Linked DNA regions of Danio rerio: all the other regions are linked to region 3. Evidence: chromatin contacts called from public Hi-C and Micro-C data. All regions are on one chromosome and are shown on one strand. Each heading gives the region's core, a stretch centred on a gene start, on an enhancer-like site or on the middle of the called end of the contact. The rest is flanking DNA. Distances are from core to core; before and after follow the strand shown.

Region 1 (2,700 bases), core at 70-2,569, 50 kb before region 3:
ACTATTAACATTACTATTATTAATTACTATTACTAATACTACTATGTTTGTTGTTTCAAACAAATAAGCACACATTTGTTATCTGTATAATACACACGTTATTTAAAATATATAGTGTTGTATTGCTCAGAAAGCAATGGTTTCACCATATTGATTCTGAATGATAATTCAGATTACATTCATTCATTTATTTCATAAAGGTTTTGTGTTTGTTGTGTATTGTTGCTAGTTTTCATACTCAAACTGTGAAGGAACATGTTTAACATGTTTAAATACAAACTTTAATGGTGCTAAAGCAATCTTAGTTTTTGCTTTTTTGTTTCTGAATATATTATTCAGCTGGGTTATCACCTTGTGATATTTTTATTTTTGTGCTTCTGGTCTGACTTAATAAATTAGTAACCTTTTTGTTTAAGTTTGTTTTGTGTTTTAGTTGTGAGAATGCAAATTAATTAAAACTGTGAAGTTGATCAACGGTGTATTGTCCATGCAGCACCAAAGTGATGCTATAAGGGCATTAATGGGGGCATTAAAATAAATAAAAAATTACTTTCAACAGTAATGAATTACTTTTCAGTATAAGTCATAGATAAAGTAATTATCAATGAAGTTAATTTTTGAATAAAGCAACTAGCAACTTTAACTAGTCACTTTTTTTTGTAACTAGCACAACACTGGTCATTAGACAACAGTGGTTTGTTTCATAGCCAATCAAAAATATTTATTTTTGACCATAATTTTTTTAAAATAAGTAAATAAATAAGATTTCCCAGAGATGGGTTGGGACTGGAAGGGCATCCACTGCGTAAAGACTTGCTGGATAAGTTGACGGTTCATTCCGCTGTGGCGACCCCGGATTAATAAAGGGACTAAGCCGACAAGAAAATGAATGAATGAATAAATAAATAAATAAGACTTTCTCCAGAAGAAAAAAAAATATTATAGTATTAACAGTAAAAGAAATGTCCTAGCTCTGTTAAAAATCACTTTAACAAAAAAAAAAGAGATAATTTCACTGACAATTTTGACTTCAGCTCCATATTGCATGTATTGTCACACGATACATCCCTGTTAATTCTATACTTAACACGAGATGAGAGTCCCGCTCCAGATATGGCAAAGCAGAGATCCTGGATATCAATTTGGATTGATAGCACACGTCTCAAGTTTCGGGAGCTGGCATGGAATGAGGCGAAGCCCCTTGTGTTTTCTTTGCCAGATGATTAATGGTGGAGGTCTGTCTGCAGGAGGACAGGTGGAGGTACGTGCTGAGCGGAGCGGGACCAGCCAATGCTGAGCAGGCGGGGGGAAAAGAGGGGTGAAGAGTAAAGCCAAGGGGTCCGGTTTCCAGTCTCGGGTGCCAGCAAGGCCGGATCAGGTCTTCCCGACACCATTTGAGGAATCCAGCTCAGTGCCAAAACCTGTCAGACTCTTCACCCCCTTTACCCCCTGCCTGTGTGTCACATACGACCAATATGACACCCGCATCTAAGACAATATTAACCCTCCAGACTCAAAAACAAGTCAGAAACACAAAGACAATGTTTCTTCCTTGACAAAACAGTTACTCAAAAATGATATTTCCTCAAGTGTTTCTATGCTTTAAGCTATTTATTTCTTCTGTTGAACAAAAAACAAGATATTTTGAAGAATGTAGGGGGCAAAAGAGCCACTGGCCTTCATAGTAGGAACAAAAATACCATGAAAGGCTGTTTTTTTCCCCCAAACATTCTTCAGTATATCAGCCTTTGTGAAAGAAAGAAACTTTAGAAACAAGTGGAGGATGAGGAAATTATGAAAGTTTTTATTTTGGGGTGAATTATCCTCTTTAACCGTTAACATGTTATTCTAGAAGGGCTGTGAATAAGTAATGGACCCCTAAATAAATAGGAGTAACTTCAAAAGATATTCTGAAATGCCTAAAAGCAGAATTATTAGTTTTGTTGATGTGTATTTCACTGGGAAGAAACAGACCCCCAACACACATTTTTAAATACCTAATAGGGTTTTGTTTGGTACAGATGTGATAAACAGCTTATTACAGCCACAGTCTAATACTAATTCTGACATGACAAAGTGAATCCAGAATTCATTCACCCCAATGGAAAGCATATTTTCTCTCACTGAATTGTTGAGGGGTAATCAACAGACATAGGCCGGATACATTTTGTGGCCCTGCACTATGATGAAGATTAATGTATTTTTGATTATAATTTGTGCTCAAAGTAGAGCAAAAAATGAGTAAATGCAGTTGATACTCCCACATAACTGATAGACAAAAGCAACGCTACACCACTTTCTTTACCATTTTCAACATGCATTGTGGCATCTAATATTTCTGCTCAACATATCTGCTCAGAGTACGGCTGGGCGATAAACTTGAATGTAGGGTCGTTTGTGGTTATTTCAATACCAGTGCTACATCGATACTTTTAAGATGGTACCTGTGCCAAAATGGTACATGAACCAATACTTTTGAGCCACAAAACTATTGGACAAAAACTATTTTAATCATTATAAATGAACAATATAATTATATCTTTAAAATACGTTTAAAGTATGCATCAATTCATATTTTATATATTTGAATTGCATTAGTATATTTCTTTTGGTCATTTGTTTGTTACCATGAATACATTATTCATGGACTTAAATTAAGAAATTAACAATACATTAGCTTACTAACGGAAAAGCTTTCAT
Region 2 (2,700 bases), core at 12-2,511, 57 kb after region 3:
CAAAACATTTATTGTGATTTAAGTGAAATTACATTATACATATAATAAGTTGGTTAATTGGAGAAATTAGTAAATGATAGCACTTTAAAATGAGACCAGTTTAAAAAAAGACGTGTTAACACGTAAATTGTGTGTTAACACGTAAATGACGTGTTAACACGTACCAACGTGTTAACGCGTAAATTACGTGTTAACGCGTAAATTACGCGTTAACACGTTTGTTGCAGACGTTTTGGCCCCAACGGCCTTCCATACATTATAGACTGCAAGAGTGTCGACACTGAAAGAAGGAGGGTCAGAATAATCCATGACACCCGTAGATGACAGCAAAACACCATGCTAGTGTACACACCATAGATGGTGAACTAGTAACCTAGCTAATAACTAACAGTTAACGTTAGTAATATAAGAAAAACATTATGTACGCGTCAGATACTCGTTATTTAATCAACCGGTTGTGAAATTTCAGCGTGAATATCTCATGCTTGAGCTTGAATCAGTACAACACGTCACATATGCCCCCATACACACGTCATATTTTAGATTTAAAAAGTACTTGGATGGTTTGACAACATACACATTAAAATATGTTAAAAAATAATGTGTGTTTACTTCATATAAATATATATGAGTGGCATTTTTCTTATACATTACGTCAAGAGGTATCTGCAATTGCTCACTTTGTCCAAGTTTACCTTTATTTCCATTTTGCTAACATTTAAAGAAAGATTTTTCACTTGATCATACACTGACCATCTTGAAGAACGACGGTTTTATTAACGTTAAAGCAAACATAAACACCAACTTACGTGTTTCTGAGGGTGTCATCTGATTTAATCCAGATTGTGTGTCGATATGGTTGAATTCCATGTTTTTATCCCTTTAAATCATGCGGATATTTCTTTCTAAAATGTATTCATTCCTTCCGTGAGACAGGGAGAAACTTTCTTCGATAACACCGGATTTCCACAGGCACGAGAAACCGATCCCAATTTCTCCTGAGCGTATAAAAATCCCCAAAACACTCAGCCGAGCCGAAGGGTCTTGCGGGAAAATATTATGGATACGATGGATGCATGTAGAGCCCTTGTTTAAAGTCCAGTCAGAAAACTGTATATTTGTCCTGGCCTCGTGGAGCGGTGAGACTGTATAAAGTTTCTGACACACACACACACAGCGGATGCGGACTCTGTGTGCTCCCTCTGCCGCTCTGAAGGTGATGGCATGCAGCTCATTGTGAACCGAAGACCGTCCCAACTCGGCCTCCGGTATGGAATATACCACATTGTACATAGGGGTGGATTTAGAATTAAAGTAGTCCATAATTACAGACACTGGTTTATTAATACGATTTAGAAACTTCAGAAGAGTTACAATGAATTTAAAACAATATACTTTTGTTTTTGTGACTTCAAAAGCTTGAATCCTTTAAACACTGTATTATATTTTACCAGTCTAACCTGTTTTTCCACAGAAGGTTTCGCCGGCCTGCGACTTCGAAATGTTTGAGACTCAATGGACTTAAGACTTGTTTTATTATAGAAAGATTATTTAGTTAGGATTTCTTTCTCTGTTGAGAAACTGAAATTGAAACTACAGATTGTATTACATGCCTACAACTTGAGTAAAAGTTGAATTCTCATACTGTTAAGTCTAAAAGGGTGTGTTCACAATTGGCAATTTGAACTCACAGGTACACAGCAAATGGACAGAGATAAACCACTTCGGTGAGGTAAGTCAAAAATATAAATGCATCAAGAATCAAAGACATCTAAATGAACCAACATTAGGATGCCACAAGACGTATCCATAAAAAGGACATGTGCTTAAGCATTTTGTTTTTGACAGCCATGTTGCCCATTACATTTTGTTGCACGTGTTGGAAATGCATTTCTTTGCAATAGCCTAAAATGTTTTTGTCTCAAAGTAGTTATTACACAATTTTTAATTCTTTACACATTTTCTTAGCTGTTTTGAGTCCTCAACAAATACAAATACCATCACATATATTCACATGAGCTACAAAGAACATGTTTAGCTCAGCACACAGCATTGTTTTGGATGTTTGGTAAGTTCCATTGCAAAATATACAGATTTTGCCAGATATCCGCAACAAAAATTTGAGTTTGATGACTCCTGCACTCACTTATTTTAGAAAATTTATCTCTATATCATAAGTTCCTCCCCCTAAAGTTGCCCACACTGACATATAAGTGCCAATAGACAATCAAAATGAATGCATCAAAATGAAAAGCAAATAATAATAATAATAATAAAGAAAAAAGGATTTCCTCTTTATCTATGTGGGTTAGTTTGTGCATGTAAAAGGGACTGTTCACTCAAAAATTTATATCCTGCCATAATTTATGCACACTTTACTAGTTATTATTTAAAAAAATGCTAGCTGGCATTTTTTCCTATAAAAGTCAATGTATGCCAGCATCATTTAAAACATTATTTCATGTTCAACAGAAGAAAGAAACTCATAATGGTTTAAAAACCACATGAGGGGAAATCATTTATGAGTTAATTAACAGTTTTGGTGAATGGTAATTTTGGTAATAACTTTGGTAATCGCTAAGTTGCTGTTTGTAAATAATTATTTTAGCATTTGAGTTTTCATTATAAAAATGATGGTGCAGGTGCATGTATGGTATTCCAAAAATAAAACTCAATAATAATGTCAAAATGATCACATCT
Region 3 (2,700 bases), core at 1-2,500:
AAACCACAGAAGTACTGAGACAACATTTTATAATTTAGATAAAAACCACTGATGTTTATGGTAAAGATTAAAATCACTATTTAATGCATTTAACGATGCTTACATTATTTAACCAACAGGTGGCGACAACCTGCCATCAAAAATATGCCACTGAATAATTCTTCACAAATGACACATCTAGCAATGAAACATGAAGTTTTATGAGTGAATAACTGAATCATTTATTGTAAATGAGACTAAAATATGAGATAAATATGGATTGTACATATTATGTTGCTAGATTTATACATTTAGCATTATCAGCAACAGTAGTAGTAATAGTGAATTTTTCACAGTACTGAATAATTTAATATTTATTTTTATTCAGCAAATTTTTTTTTTTCATTTTATTTTTAATAAAATTACAGGTTCTGAGTTTGGTTTGTTAAAGTGTCTTGCAGTACTGTTTTTTGTAATAAATGGAAAGCAAATAACATTTTTCTCCTCCCCTTTTAGGCTGTCCAAAAAATGGTCTGATCCGTGATTAAAAACCATTATGTGATCTGAACCGAGAGATTTGTGATCCACTAGACCACTATATGTATATATACAGTTGAAGTCAGAATTATAAGCCCCCCTTTACATTTTTTTTCTACTTTGTTTTATTTCGGCTAGAATAAAGGCAGTTTTTTTTTCTTTTAAGAACCATTTTGTAAGAACCACCTTTAAGCTATATTTTAGTTTGATAGTCTACAGAACAAACTTGCCTAATAACCCTATCCTGCCTGATTAACCTATTTAACCTAGTTAAGCCTGTAAATGTCACTTTAAGCTGTATAAAAGTGTCTTGAAAAATATCTTGTCAATAATTTTTACTGTCATCATGGCAAAGATAAAATAAATCAGAGATTAGAAATGAGTTATTAAAAATATGTCACTTTAAGCTGTATAAAACAATAATTTGTTGTGCAGATTATCGAAAAAAAGTTAGTCTAATAGCCTAAAAGGGCTAATCATTTTGACCTTAAAATGTTTTTTTTTTAAATTAAAAACTGCTTTTATTCTAGCTGAAATAAAACAAATAAGACTTTCTCCAAAAGAAAAAAATATTATCAGACATACTATGAAAATGTCCATGCTCTGTTAAACATCATTTGGGAAATATTTGGAAAAGTGAAAAAAAATTCCAAAGGGGGTTTAACGTGTCTGTGTATGTTTGAACACATCTAGACCCTAAACAGCAGGTGGCACTGTCTCACCGCCTCTTATAGAGTTCTCTTACCGAGATATTTGGCTTTTTCCTCTCTCCTCTCCTTAGCCTGTTTCTGCCGTTCATCATACTTCATTCCATCTGAGAAAAAAAAGAACAATCAAACGTTTAGTTTTGATAAAGTGTTCTGAGTTGCTCTGAGGTTGTCATTAACTCCACTACAGCTCTTCTGAGCAAAGACAGAGACAGATAGAGAGAGAGAGAGAGCCAGTCAGACAGCAGGGTGCCGGGAATGAGAGAGGTTATTGTGAGGTAAAGGCTCACATCTGCAGCTCTATAAAGCACTGGAAGCTGGCAGAGGCACAGACTGGCAGTATTCACACGCTCCGGCTGACAGCGGAAAACCCAGAGGACTCACACACAGACACAACAGCACACAATTACCAATCATTCACCTGGGCTGAAAGACACACTGGCAGTTTTTTTTTTTTTTCATTGGTTATTTGTTGTTTTGTGATATTATTATTGAACGTTACTACAATCTAGCAACTAGTGTTTTCACAATAAGATTTGGTATGATTCCTTAAAAATTCACTAACAAAACAATGGAAAAATAATTATATGACATTTATTTAAATTATTAAAAGTATGTAAATATTTAAGTGTCTTAATTTCTTTATTGATGATATTAAAACCTCAGGCACTGCTCAGTTTTAAGAATTATTACTATTGGTCTCGTCAGATTTACTTGCTCTACCAAAATTTTCACGGGCCCACCATTAAAACAAAATGTAACATTCAAAAAAAATATATGACTTTTTTAATATTAATTTAATTATTAAATAATAAACTAATACCATAACAAATGCCTTATATTGTTATTATTATTATTATTATTATTATTGTAATAATATGCAATGTAGAATAAGCACAAACAAAAAGCCAGTATTTTATTAATATATGCAGGTAATAAACCACTAGTTAATACAGAGTGAAATTCAATACCTTTCCAGACTTTTTTAAGGGTGCTTTCACATCTGTAGTTCGGTTTATTTGGTCTGGACCAAAGGCAACAAATGATACATTGTAGAATTTTCTGCCGTGTTTGGGTCCTTTTCACACGACAATGATTGCTTTAGTTTGAGCCAGTTGAAAAGCACCAAAATACAGTCATGTAATGAAATCCACATCATTCATTGGCCAGATGTTAATGAACGTATTTCCTAAACTGCTTTTCGATTGGTCAGAATTAACATGCTGAAAAATGACAATGGAACTCCTGCAAGTAAACAAACCGACAGACACAAAATGTTGCTTTTTACTATGGAGCTACGACTGTGCTGGCTGGTTGTATCGCAGCTCATAGTATACTATATACTTTGTATATACATCACTTTAGACAAACTATACATTTCAAGAATGAAGCTCGGCTGCAGATGGAAAACAATGTTTTAATGCATTGCAAACGGCAAAGGCGCATCGCTAATCACTTCAGGAGGAGGCGTGAATTA

What was found. A called contact is a pair of places that touch in the nucleus more often than the background predicts.
Region 1: a contact with region 3 is called in a Hi-C map of embryo, with 1.6 times the contacts expected there. The contact joins two enhancer-like sites. A contact is called at or near these places in 3 of 18 Hi-C or Micro-C datasets (caudal fin, embryo and an unstated tissue).
Region 2: a contact with region 3 is called in a Micro-C map of caudal fin, with 4 times the contacts expected there. The contact joins the promoter of map7d1a here to the enhancer-like site in region 3. A contact is called at or near these places in 3 of 18 Hi-C or Micro-C datasets (caudal fin, fibroblasts and hematopoietic stem cells) and 1 of 4 datasets of contacts at active chromatin or transcription factors (caudal fin).

What each region holds. Positions count from the first base shown.
Region 1 is chr16:39,025,135-39,027,834 of GRCz12tu, reverse strand. All of the region lies in intron 18 of map7d1a (MAP7 domain containing 1a), which reads right to left. Among named protein-coding and RNA genes, the nearest start is that of thrap3a, 100 kb to the left of the region's middle. Within about 2 kb of position 1,319, at least 5 of the 62 cell types and tissues checked have an H3K27ac peak or open chromatin away from gene starts, as enhancers often do.
Region 2 is chr16:38,918,520-38,921,219 of GRCz12tu, reverse strand. It overlaps map7d1a (MAP7 domain containing 1a), which reads right to left and starts at 1,261. Exons shown (of 19, transcript NM_001326399.1): 1 at 810-1,261. The coding sequence starts at 870. It overlaps LOC141378248 (a long non-coding RNA gene), which reads left to right and starts at 810. Exons shown (of 4, transcript XR_012392281.1): 1 at 810-1,287; 2 at 1,661-1,732.
Region 3 is chr16:38,975,466-38,978,165 of GRCz12tu, reverse strand. It overlaps map7d1a (MAP7 domain containing 1a), which reads right to left. Exons shown (of 19, transcript NM_001326399.1): 3 at 1,262-1,330. Among named protein-coding and RNA genes, the nearest start is that of map7d1a, 57 kb to the right of the region's middle. Within about 2 kb of position 1,250, at least 24 of the 62 cell types and tissues checked have an H3K27ac peak or open chromatin away from gene starts, as enhancers often do. A contact at or near this core is called in caudal fin, where this site is marked.